Regions from separate parts of the Sus scrofa genome. Here region 1 is linked to region 2. A link is a contact called in public Hi-C data. All regions are on one chromosome and are shown on one strand. Each heading gives the region's core, a stretch centred on a gene start, on an enhancer-like site or on the middle of the called end of the contact. The rest is flanking DNA. Distances are from core to core; before and after follow the strand shown.

The links. Hi-C and Micro-C count contacts between places; a contact is called where the count stands out from the background.
Region 1: a Hi-C map of skeletal muscle shows a contact between it and region 2, with 2.1 times the contacts expected there. The contact joins the enhancer-like site here to the promoter of MESDC2 in region 2. A contact is called at or near these places in 6 of 47 Hi-C or Micro-C datasets (embryonic fibroblasts, heart right ventricle, liver and 2 more) and 2 of 2 datasets of contacts at active chromatin or transcription factors (alveolar macrophages and skeletal muscle).

Annotation. Positions count from the first base shown.
Region 1 is chr7:49,910,887-49,917,212 of Sscrofa11.1, reverse strand. LOC106507704 (a long non-coding RNA gene) reads left to right here and starts at 6,073. Exons shown (of 4, transcript XR_001303895.2): 1 at 6,073-6,326. It also overlaps a transcript of CFAP161 not described here. Within about 2 kb of position 2,207, at least 5 of the 83 cell types and tissues checked have an H3K27ac peak or open chromatin away from gene starts, as enhancers often do. A contact at or near this core is called in skeletal muscle, where this site is marked.
Region 2 is chr7:49,816,063-49,822,202 of Sscrofa11.1, reverse strand. It overlaps MESDC2 (LDLR chaperone MESD), which reads left to right and starts at 4,478. Exons shown (of 3, transcript XM_001928863.5): 1 at 4,478-4,809. The coding sequence starts at 4,603. LOC102161353 reads left to right here. Exons shown (of 3, transcript XM_021100044.1): 3 at 1,562-2,313. The coding sequence ends at 1,685.

The DNA.
Region 1 (6,326 bases), core at 958-3,457, 97 kb before region 2:
TATAAAAAATTTTTTTTAGTAAAGTAATTTTTTTTTAAAATTTAGGAGTTCCTGTCACAGCTCAGCAGTTAACAAACCCAGCTAGTATCCTTGAGGACGTGTGTTGGATCCCTGGCCTCGCTCAGTGGGTTAAGGATCCAGCATTGCCATGAGCTGTGGTGTAGGTTGCAGACACAGCTTGGATCCCGAATTGCTGTGGCTGTGGTGTAGACCAGCAGCTACAGATTCGATTAGACCCCTAGCCTGGGAAGCTCCATATGCCACGGATGCAGCCCTAAAAAAAAATAAATAAATAAACAAAAATAAAATAAAAATTTTTTAAAAATTTAAAGAGTTAGCAAGATAATAAAAGTGCATGCCCTGTGCATCACCAACCCTGTTTACAGTATTTAAAATCTATGCACAAGCGTGTATCTCGAACAGATGCTGAAAGTAGCCAAAAAGATAAATAAAATAATCTAGATGTCAAACCACAGGAGGTTGGTTTAAGTAAATTATAATACACTTTTCCAGTGACATATTAGACTGCCCTTAAAAATGATAATGAGGGAGTTTCTGTCATGGCTCAGTGATTAACGAATCTGACTAGCATCATTGAGGATACAGGTTCAATCCCTGGCCTTGCTCAGTGAGTTAAGGATCCAGCATTGCTGTGGGCTGTGGTGTAGATCGCAGATGTGGCTTAGATCCTGCATTGCTGTGGCTGTGGAATAGGCCGGCAGCTACAGCTCCAGTTTCACCCCTAGCTTGAGAAGCTCCATGTGCCGAGAGTGCGGCCCTAAAAAGCAAAAAAAAAAGAAAAAAAAGATAATGAGTATCTACATTTATTTACATAAAGAGATGTCCACGTGTACTAGACTATAGAATGACCTCCCCCCCCCAAATTCACGTTTACCTGGTTCCTATGAGCATGATATTATTTAGAAGTAAAGTCTCTGCTGATGTAATCAGGGTTCAAAGAGGTCATACTCGATTAAGGAAGATCCCCAAATCCAAATGAGTCGTGTCTTTATCAGAAGAGGGTCGTTTGGATGGATACACAAGGGAGACCACGCGGACCGTGTGAAGACGGAGGCAGAGACTGGAGCCCTGAGCGTAGCAGACAAGGGACACCAAGGATGTTCCGAAATCCTCAAAAGTTAGAAGGAAGACGTGGAACAGATCCTCTCAGAGCCTCTAGAAGGAAGCAACCCTTGATTTCAGATCTCCAGCCTCCAGAGATGTAAGGAGATGAACTTCTATGGTAGCCACAGAGTTTGTAGCAATTGGTTACATCAGTCATAGGCAACTAATCCATCATGTAAATAGCAAACTAGATAACATCCTATACAGTGTGATGCTATTTATGTGATGCTATTTATTTTATACAAACGGAAACCCCCATAGAGAAGCCCGGAGGGATGCCTAAAAATACGTATGCGTCCCCTGAGCCAGCTTTCTGAGCTCTGCCCTGTATTAGACAAAAACCAGCAAACAACACACACCACCAACTCTGACTCTCTCATGACTTTAGTGACTTTGCCGATGTTTGGATGCCAAGGAAAGAAAATGGGTCATGCCAGCAGAGCCTGCTCCCATCCTGCTCCCACCTCCTGACTTTCCCAACAGGTTATCGCCCCATGCAGGCTGGCAGAAGGCCCTGATGCTGCTGCTTCGATCCTGTGAGCGGCCCCCTGGCCAGTTTACATACCCAAGCCACCTTGAAATTCCATAGCTAATAGAGCTGGTTCTTAAACCCAACACAAATACCCACCGACGCCTCGGTAGCCCATAACTGGGTGGGGGGGCGGGGAGATGGGAAGCAATTGAACTTGTCCAAACTTGCAGCTTGGAAATGTATAAGGCTTAGAGATAAGACATTTAGAAAGAATTCTTTTCAATGCTTCCTCCCTGTGTGATCTCTAGAATACCCCTTGAAGGTCAGAAGTGTGCCTTATAACTGATGGATGCTGCACCCCTTTGGTACAGCCTGGGGCCCGCTCATGGGAGAAAACCCCTTCTCTGTAGCTCCTAGTTTCCCTTGCATGCCACCTTCCATGCCTTGAGAGTGTCCACAGCTGGGGCTAGAGCTATCTAAACCCATTTCCTCACCCCAGGCCCAGGGGGAGAGGGGAACCAGTCCCCATTGTCCTCAGCTCCTATCTGACCTCACACACTAGCTGGCACTTGAAGCCAGGAGTTGGCAGCAGGGCTGAACCCAACTCCCCAGGCTGCTGGCAACAACAGCATGTCCAGAATTTCCAGAGAAGTGTACTCAGCTACTCCTTCCAGATCCGTACACAACCTGCTAGCTTTTTCTTTCATTCTCACAACTCATCCAGAAATTCTAGCTTCACCAACGTGCACCTTTCCTGTAAGTCCTTATCAGGGAACATGGACGAGTTACCTCTTACAGAACAAAGTGGAAATGACCTAGAATCCAGCTCTGCCTGGCAAGTATCTCCATCTCTTCTGTTCTTGGGTCATTGCCCATGGCCTTGCCAACCCCAGTGGGAAGGGATTAAGTTTCCAGGGCAGCTGCTTCCTCAGAGGAATCTGGAGCAGCTGAGCAGGACTTGACCTAATGGGCTATGACTCCAGCCAGCCAGAGCCCATGATCTAACTCTTTTCTAAAAGGCGTGACTTGTCTACACCGAGGAAAGTTTCTCTGGGAGATTTTAGTCTGCCATCACATGTCGGTGCTTCCCACATCGGTAACAAAACACAGATCTACCTTACTATGGGTGACCTTAAACTTCATTTCAACCCTGCCTCTTCCGCCAAGAGGTTCTGGGTCCCCTGTCTTAAAAGTAGCTGCCAGCACCACAGCCTCCCTCTGTCCAGGTGTCAACAAGACTGGATTAAGGTCTGTGTACCCACGACCACTGCCCCCTGCCCCCCTGCCCCAGCTTTCTGGCCACCCAGGTTCATGGTACTCATGGGAGAATGAAGAATTGGGGAAGGAAGTTGGTTAAAAGCTCCTGTCTCTGGATGTTCGCTGGCAATTCCCTTTACTCATGCCGAATTCTACTGCTATTTTCTCTGCTTTGCAGAAAAATTCTTAATTTTCGTTACTTCGTTAGGAGTCTGTTTGCCCATATCTTTTCTTTTTAGAGTGGCACCCAAAGCATGTGGAGGTTCCCACACTAGGGGTCAGATCAGACCTGTAGCTGCGGCCTATGCATCTGCTGAGACCTATCTGCAACCTACACCACAGCTCACGGCAATGCCAGACTGTTAACCCACTGATCGGGGCCAAGGATCAAACCCTCATCTTCATGGATACTAGTTGTGTTAGTTACCGCAGAGCCACAGTGGGGACTCCTGTTTGCCCCTTCTTCACCAGTGGAAAAGAACTTGACAAACGACTCCATCAAGGACTCATTCTGTGCCTCTGATCCGATGTTTCCCCTTTCTATGCCCCTATTTCTCATCTATAAAGTGGGGATAGGCGTTCCCTGGTGACCTCGTGGTTAAGGATGTACCATGGCCACTGCTGTGGCTTGGATTACTACTGTGGTGCAGCTCCGATCCCTGGCCTAGGGAATGTCCACTTGCCATGGGCATGGCCAAAGAAAAAAATAATAATAATAAACGAAAAATAAAATGGGGATAGCAATACTTCCTACTTTGTTTACTGATTGCAACGAGTAAGTGAGGCAATGGATTTGAAGCGTGCCAGGCTCAGGCTAAGTGCTCATGAACGGTGGCTGTTACAACCATCGTCTCCTGGCCATCATCACAAAATGCTTCTTCTGTCCTCTTTTCCTCCAGCTAACAGTCCTGCAACAGGCTGAGATGTTGGATCTTCAACCCAAGCGCTCCGTGAGTACCTGTCTGGCAAACTCTTAGTAATCCTCCCTTACGCTCACCTCTTAGGAGGCTCCGTGCCTACAGCATTTCCTCACTGTAGTCCCTCCCATGGATCGAATGCTTCCCTTTTAAATGAAGTCCCATTTTAAGGATCCAACCTCCACTGCATCCCTCGCCCCCATCTCCTGTCCTAGTCTCTCCGCCCTGGGTCTTGCAGTGTCTGCAGCCAAAGCTAGTGTCCCTTTGGGTTCGCTTGCTAAAGACACCAGTCTGCCCACTGCAGATGCAGTCCAAGCGTCTATGAAATTTCTATGAGCCAGTTCCATGTGGGGTTTACGTAACACTCAGCATAGACTGTCTTCTCCCATGTTTCCCGCAAGACGTCTTTGTACAGGAACCAGCCTAAAAGATTTGGCCGTGGCCTCATCCCAGCGCCTTCTCAGATCCTTCACCCCGCAGCTCAGGTGTCAAGATTGCAGCCATTCTTTCCCTGATCCTTTCGCTGGATGAGAATATTCTGAGCACTACTGCAGGTTCTGCCAAATATAGCCATAATTCCTGGCACCTTTTCCTAACAGTTTGGTTGCCATGTGATAGAGCCACTCAGTTCTCGGGCAGGGTGAGATTCAGTAACTATCAAATGCCAATCTTTGTTCAATATGCAGATGGTCCTTGTCATCCCCCAAACTACCCTCACAGCTACACCTTTTCCCCTGGAAGAGAGCAGAGGAACAGGCTGCAGTGTGCTGAGGTCAGAGCAGCCACCTACCTAGATTCCTGGAGAATGTCCATTCCTTGTCCATCCTGACGCTGAGCTCCGGAGGGTGCCCCTGGTATTAAAGCAGCACTGCAGGGAGGTCCCGTCCTGCCTCAGCAGTTACGAACCCGACTAGTAATGAGGACGAGGGTTCTATCTCTGGTCTCGCTCAGTGGGTGAAGGATCTGCTGTGAGCTGTGGTGTAGGTCACAAACACAGCTCGGATCCCTCACTGCTGTGGCTGTGGCATAGGCTGGCAGCTGCAGCTCTGATTTGACCCCTAGCCTGGGAACCTCCACATGCCGTGGGTGTGGCCCCACAAAGGATAAAAAAAAAAAAAAAAAAAGGCGGCACTGCAAAGCACCCCTGTCAGAAGGATCCTGAGCAAGCAGAAGCGCTAATGGAGAACCCAGGGGAACAGAATACTCATCCTGCACTCATCCTCAACACCAAGGGCTGCACATGCCCTGGCATATGGCTATTCCAGATTTAACATGCTGATTCACACCCATGCTGCTTGGCAGAGAACCACGGACCAAAACTACCTAAGTGTCCCTCTGCTGCAGTGGCCTCCCCAGACCCCCATCTCAGCTCACCCAGACATCACTCCCCCCACCACTATTCATCAATGAAGGGCAAATATACAGCCCAAGAGGCTGTCCCTTGGCCTCTGCCCCATACCACCCGCTTCTTTCCAGCTGGTCAGGGCAGGCTGTTAAAAATACCTTCCTTGGCTACCAGCCCTGGCTGGACCCATTCACAGAAGCAAGGCTGAATTGATCTGACATTTGATAAGGAAACTTTGCCCCAGTAAAGCAGCATTAGAAAAAACAGAACATACAGATCTAAGGATTTCCTAAACTCCATTCTTGAGCCAACCAAGCTGGTGTAACACAGACTCAGTCAGCCAGCCCTCTACCATGGGAAAAAAAAAGAAGAGCCACCCACACTCAGAACAAATCAACTGGGGACCCAGGGGGATCAAAAATGCTATTTCTGGAGAATATACCTGGCCAGCTTAAACCTCTTTTTGGCAAGAATGAGAACTCCTAAGAGGGAAAAAGTGGGGGCATTTTTTTTTTTTTAATTTCAAGGAGAAAGGCAGAGGCTTATAATCATCCAGGCACATAAAACTTCATAAGCGAAGGAATAAAAACAGAACTGGCCTCAAACTCCTTGTCTACTGGATCAATAAAACTCTGAGAGGAGAATTTCCCATGATGGCTTATCAGGAACCTGACATAGTGTCCATGAGGATGAGGGTTCGATCCCTGGCCTCGAACATTGGGTTAAAGATCTGATGTTGCCACCAGCTACGGTGTAGGTCGCAGATGCACCTCGGATCCAGCATGGCTGTGGCAGACAGCTGTAGCTCCAATTCGACCCCTAGCCTGGGAACCTCCATATGCCACAAGTGCGGCCCTAAAAAAATTTTTTTTAAATAAATTCATAAAAACTGTTTTAAATGCTTTATGTGCATGTATTGTCTTATTCAGTTTAATCGCACAATCTATGAGATATACATTACCCTCATTTCATAGACGACAAAACAGATGCAGAGAAGTTAATTAAATGTATACATAAAAGGGAAAAAAAAGAGCCATGAGGAAGTAGACAGACTTTTATGTCTAATAAAATAGATTTTCAGAAATAAGGACTTTTGAGGAGGTCTTATGGTGGCTCGCACTAGCAGGTTAAAAACCTTACTAGCATCCATGAGGATGCAGGTTCGATCCCTGGACTCATTCAGTGGGTTAAGAATCCAGCGTGGCTGTGG
Region 2 (6,140 bases), core at 3,229-5,728:
TACCTACTGTGTATTGTTTATCTGCTCTGCTAGTCTGCAAGCTCTTTGATGCAGGGAACTTGTTATATTAATCTTGCCATCATAACCCCATCTGGCTCTTTTTTTTTTTTTTCTTTTAACAGCTGCACCTGGAAGTTCCCGGGCTAGGGGTCTAACAGGAGCTGCAGCTGCAGGCCTGTGCCACAGCCAAAGCAACACCAGATCCAAGCTACATCTGCAACTTATGCTGCCTCTTGCAGCAATGCTGGATCCTTAACCCACTGAGCAAGGCCAGGGACCAAACCCACATCTTCACATAGAGAACGTTGGGCCCTTAACCTGCTGAGTCACAATGGGAACTCTGCCCATCTGGTTCTTTTTTTTTTTTTTTTTTTTTTTTTTTGCTTTTTTTAGGGCCATACCCACAGCATATGGAAGTTCCCAGGCTAGGGGTCCAATCGAATCTACAGCTGTTGGCCCACGCCACAGCCACAGCAATGTTGGATCCAAGCTGTGTCTGTGACCTACACCATAGCTCTTGGCAACTCTGGATCCTTAACCCACTGAGCAAGGTCAAGGATTGAACCTATATCCTCATAGAGCCTCGTCGGCTTTGTTAACCACCGAGCCATGAAGGGAAGTCCAACTCATCTTGTTCTTGATTAGCAGTAGATCCTTAGTAAAAAAAAAAAAAAAAAAAAAAATACGCCCTCACAGAATTGAACAGAATCAAGTTCCAAACACCAAAGTGGTGAAAATGCAATCAATCCAGATGTATTCACATCACTGGATAATAAACTGAATTGATGTCCTCCTCAGATGAAAGTAGCCCTGGAAATTTTTTTTTTTTACACAATCCCAACAATTTCAGTAAAACACTCAATGACTTCTTTTTTTCTGTATAACTAGATTCTGTGGCTCAGGAATCCTAGCACTTTTGCACCTTAACTTGGCAGCTGGCAAATGAATGACCAGGGTGACCCCTCCCAGCCAAGCACATGATCGACCACAGCTGTGCATGTTTTTTAGCATGACTGCACCAGGACAGGGCTCCGAGCCACTGGGTGGAGCAGTGCGCTCTGGGAGAAAGCTTATGACATTTCCCCTATGATTTCAGAAGAGAAAAAACTACTTTTTTCCTTGTGAGTTGTTTCTTCTCAATGTCAACAGAAAATGGCATAGCATGTATACCTACAGATGCATGCACGGACGTGCAGTATCAGCCGCTCCGCAGTGGGAGGGCTTTAAACTTAAGTGGCTCAGCAGTAATGAACCCGACTAGTATCCATCAGGACTCGGGTTCCATCCCTGGCCTCACTCAGTGGTTAAGGATCCGGCGTTGCCGTGACCTGTCATGTAGGTCACAGATGCGGTTTGGATCCCGTGCGGCTGTGGCTGTGGCGTAGACCAGCAGCTGCAGCTCCAACTCACCCCCTAGCCTGGGAACTTCCATATGCCTCGGGTGCGGCCCTAAAAACCAAACAAAAAACAAACAGAAACACTTCCATGGTCCTATGTGTGAAGATGAGGCAGATATTGTTAGCTAGTTGCCTGCTCACCTCCACTTCCCCTTTAATAACAGAATCTCAGTTTTGTTTGGGGTGACAATGGAGACAGCCAGAAGACAGCCTCCCTTAGAAGGCTGGGTTCCAGCCTACAAGATGTCAGCAGAAGCGTTGTGTGGAACATTCAAGGAGGCTGCTTAAAGGAAGCTGACTCCCTAAAAAGGTAGGCTCCTTTCGGCCTTCCTTCCTTCCTCCTTCCTCTGGATGAAAGTCATCTTGATGGCTAGGGCTCCAGGGGTCATTTTGGAACTCGTGACCTTGAGGATGGACACACAGGCCAGTAGGACAGAGCAGAATGAGAAAGAGGCTGGGTGCCAGATGACCAAGGAGCCAAAATACCAGCCTTAGATGCTTAGTTTCCAACCACTTCTGTGAAAGAAAAATTAAACAACAAAGCCATATGTCTTGTTTAAGCCACTTTTATTTTTTTTAATTCTGTTTTCTGTTATATGTAGGCTGTTAATCCTATTGAAGCAAGGAATATTAGTTTGCTAGGGCTGCCATAACAAAGTACAGACCAAGTAACATAAACAACAGAAGTTTATTTTTTCACTGTGCTGGAGGCTGGAAGTCCCAGCTCAAGATATCAGCCAGGTTGGTTTCTTCTGAGACCTCTTTCCTTGGCTTATAGATGGTCATCGTTTCCCTGCGAGTTCACATGATCCTCCCTCCATACATGACTGTTCAAATTCCCTTTTTTTTTGGTGGGGCGGGGGTGCACCCATGCATATGGAGGTTCCCAGGCTAGGGGTCGAATCAGAGCTACAGCTGCCAGCCTACATCACAGCCACAGCACACAGAGTCTGAGCCATGTCTGCAACCTACACCACAGCTCACAGCAATGCTGGATCCTTAACCCACTGAGCAAGACCAGGGATTGAACCCACAACCTCATGGTTCCTAGTCAGATTCATTTACACTGCGCCACAACAGGAACTCCTCAAATTTCCTTTTCTTACAAGGACACTAGTCGTACTGGACTAGAGCCCACCTTAATGACTTCATTTAAAGTTAATTACCTCTTGGAATTCCTTTCGTGGCTCAGTGGTTAACAAATCGACTAGGAGCCATGAAGTTGTGGGTTTGATCCCTGGCCTCACTCAGTGGGTTAAGGATCCAGCGTTGCCGTGAGCTGTGGTGTAGGTCGAAGACTCCGCTCGGATCCTGAGTTGCTGTGGGGTAGGCCAGCGGCTACAGCTTTGATTGGACCCCTATCCTGGGAACCTCCATATGCCTTGGGAGCGGCCCTAGACTAGGCAAAAAGACAAAAAAAAAAAAAAAGTTAATTACCTCTTTAAAGACCCTACCTCCAGATACAGTCACATTCTGAGGCCGTGGAGCAGGGTGGGGGGGTTAAGACTTCATCATAAGAAAATTTGGGGGGATACGGAGTTCCCATCGTGACGCAGTGGTTAACAAATCCGACTAGGAACCATAAGGTTGCGGGTTCGGTCCCTGCCCTTGCTCAGTGGGTTAACGATCTGGCGTTGCCATGAGCTGTGGTGTAGGTTGCAGATGCGGCTCAGATCCCGTGTTGCTGTGGCTCTGGTGTAGGCCGGTGGCTACAGCTCCGATTCGACCCCTAGCCTGGGAACCTCCATATGCTGTGAGAGCGGCCCAAGAAATAGCAAAAAGACAAAAAAAAAAAAAAAAAAAGAGAAAATTTGGGGGGATATAATTCAGCCCATAAACAAGGCATGAATAAAGTTTGCAGTGGTTTGTTTTTTTCCTTTTTAGGTAATAGAATAATTAGTAATAAATGGCCATCAGAAGGGTAATAGGGAAATAAACTATTGGCATATTAATACCAAAGCATACTATATCTGCAATATAAAGAATGAAAGCTCATCATCTCATGTTGGTAAGTGGAAAACACTTTTAAGGAGCCAATACATTTACCAATTTGGACAGCGTGCTGCCATAAACACACATGTAAATGTAACAAAGCCATTTCTAGAGACATTTTGATGTTTGTAAATGTATAGTAAAATGTATATGATATTCAACAGACTGATAACTGGTTGGTGTGGGATAGTTAGAATGTTTGAAACTGTACAATGTTGGAATATTTTACAACTACACTAAGTGCCTTATTCAATTAAAAGTTTAAAAGAAATCAAAAGATCAGCCATTTAAAACTCGTTGAACTTTTTTTTTTGGCTGAGCCTGCACATGCATAAGTTGAACCCACACCTGAAGGATCCTTAACCACCCGAACCAGCAGCGAACTCCCTAAAACTCCTAGAATTTTAGAGCATCGCTGGCCAGAATCTTTTAAAGAAAGAAACAAAAAACAGAATGATTCATCCGTGAAAAGGATTAGTCAGAGCCGACAGTATTAGACTAAGACTAAAATCGGAAGAGATTACCGAAGCTATTTTACAGATGAAAAGTAATCATTTTTTTAAAAAGCTTTTTCAAATTCAAGCGATGACAGTAATATTGAATGCCAAACTGAATCATCCCCACTGAGCAGCAAAGCAGTGGGCCCGAGCTATTGATGATCGTCTGAAAAAGATGCTCTACCTGCCACTCCTTTTTTTAACTGGTGGTTCTCAAAGGAAGTTGCAGGGGACCAAGAGGAAACGTGTGACCCCGTGAAACCGGCTTTCTCAAAGCAAAGGCAGCTCCCAGAACTTCCAGCTCTAATTCATTTCACAGGCCTAGCGAGGTGCCGTTCGAGGATTCCAAGAGGCCGTGAGGGAACTTTTGGACCTGGCCTACCCGTAGGAGAGAAAAAGTTCGGCCTCGGGCTGGGCCGAAAATGAACGAGAGCACTCGGGTCCGATCCAGGACGGGCAGAAAGCCTCAGCTGGACACGAGGGGCAGGGCGGGGCCAAGATGGCGGAGGGGCGGGGCTCCCGGAGGTGGGGCTGGAGGAAATGGGACGGGGCGGGGCCTGGTAGGCTACTCAGGGCCGGGAGGCGGGGCTGAGGGCGGGGCGGGGTCCGACGCAGGCGACGGTAGGGGGCGGGTCCAGGAGAGAGGTGGCCTGGGGCGGGGCCGGTGGCTCGCGCAGGTCCGGTCCGCCCTCGCTACCCGGCGCTGCGCGGCGAAGATGGCGGCCTCCGCCTGGGCGCGCACCGCCGTGGTCCTTCTCTGTGTCTCTGATCTGCTGCTTCTCGTGCTGCTGCCGCCAAGGGCGTTCGCCGCTGAGGGCCCAGCCAAAACGCCCAGCGAGGCTACTCCACCTCCCCGGAAGAAGAAGAAGGATATTCGCGACTACAATGATGCGGACATGGCTCGTCTTCTGGAACAGTGGGAGGTCCGCGGCGCGCGCACACCCTCCCTGCTCTTCTCTGTCCCGGCCCTTCTCTGTCCTGGCCCCGCTCCTAGTGACCTCTTACCTCCTCCGTATTGGGACCCTTTAGACTTCCGTCTCGGTACCTTCTGACCCCCTAACCTCCTCTGCTGCGTATGCCGTGATCCCTTAGTGACCTACTCCAACCATCGTTGACCCTCGGTGTCCCCTCTGACCCCCTTACGCCCTGCCTACCCCGGTCCCAGGCCATTCATCCCAGTATCCTCTTCCATCATTCCTCTGGCCACTCCAATCACGGGTCAGCCTCTCACTATTCAGCTCTACTTTGTCTTTAGTGCCCTGGTCGCTCCACGCATTGCCCCGTATGGGCAGTGAGCCCTGCAAATGGGGAGGGAGACCTTTTCCACTCCACTCCTGAAGAATGGAGTGAGGGGTATGGGGAGGATTATCTTTCAAGAGGGCCGTTTCAACTTTCGTAGTTCTCCGTGTTCTAAATCAGTAGGACAGAATTCCCATTTTGGGTATATGTCCCTGCTGAGGGTTTTGTGATTTTTTTTTGAGTGGCTTTAATTTGGGAGGGTAGTGGGAGGCGGTAGCCAAGGCTAGTGGCGCTCCCTAGTTTAAAGGAATAATGACTTGATTTGAATGAGTTTTCTAGTTTGTTACTTGAATGCACTGGAGTGTGTCATTGCAAGGAGTGGATAATAACCTTTTTAGGTAAAGTTTACTAAACCAAAACCACGTTGCTGCTTCTTTCCAAAGGTGGTTGTGTTGTCCTGGTGAATTTGCACAGCTGGTGGAGTTGAGTCAGAAACTAGGATTCTGGGAGTTCCCGTCGTGGCGCAGTGGTTAACAAATCCGACTAGGAACCATGAGATTGCGGGTTCGGTCCCTGGCTTTGCTCAGTGGGTTAACGATCCGGCGTTGCCGTGAACTGTGGTGTAGGTTGCAGACACGGCTCGGATCCCGCGTTGCTGTGGCTCTGGTGTGGGCTGGGAGCTACAGCTCCGATTAGACCCCTAGCCTGGGAACCTCCATATGCTGTGGGAGCGGCCCAAGAAATGGCAAAAAGACAAAAAAAAAAAAAAAAAAAAGAAAGAAAGAAAGAAACTAGGATTCTACTCGCTGTGTAACCTTGGGCAAGTCACGTCTCCATTCTAGGCCTCTGGTTCCTTATCTGCTGAGTGAGATTGCACTGGATGATTTCTTCCAACATTGACGCTTTATTATTCTGTGGGTATCTGTGTGCATATGTAGTGGATAGAGGCTTTCAGACATGACTTTAAAATACCATCGGATGCATTTGGCTGGAAGAAAGAAGTTTTCATGTTGAC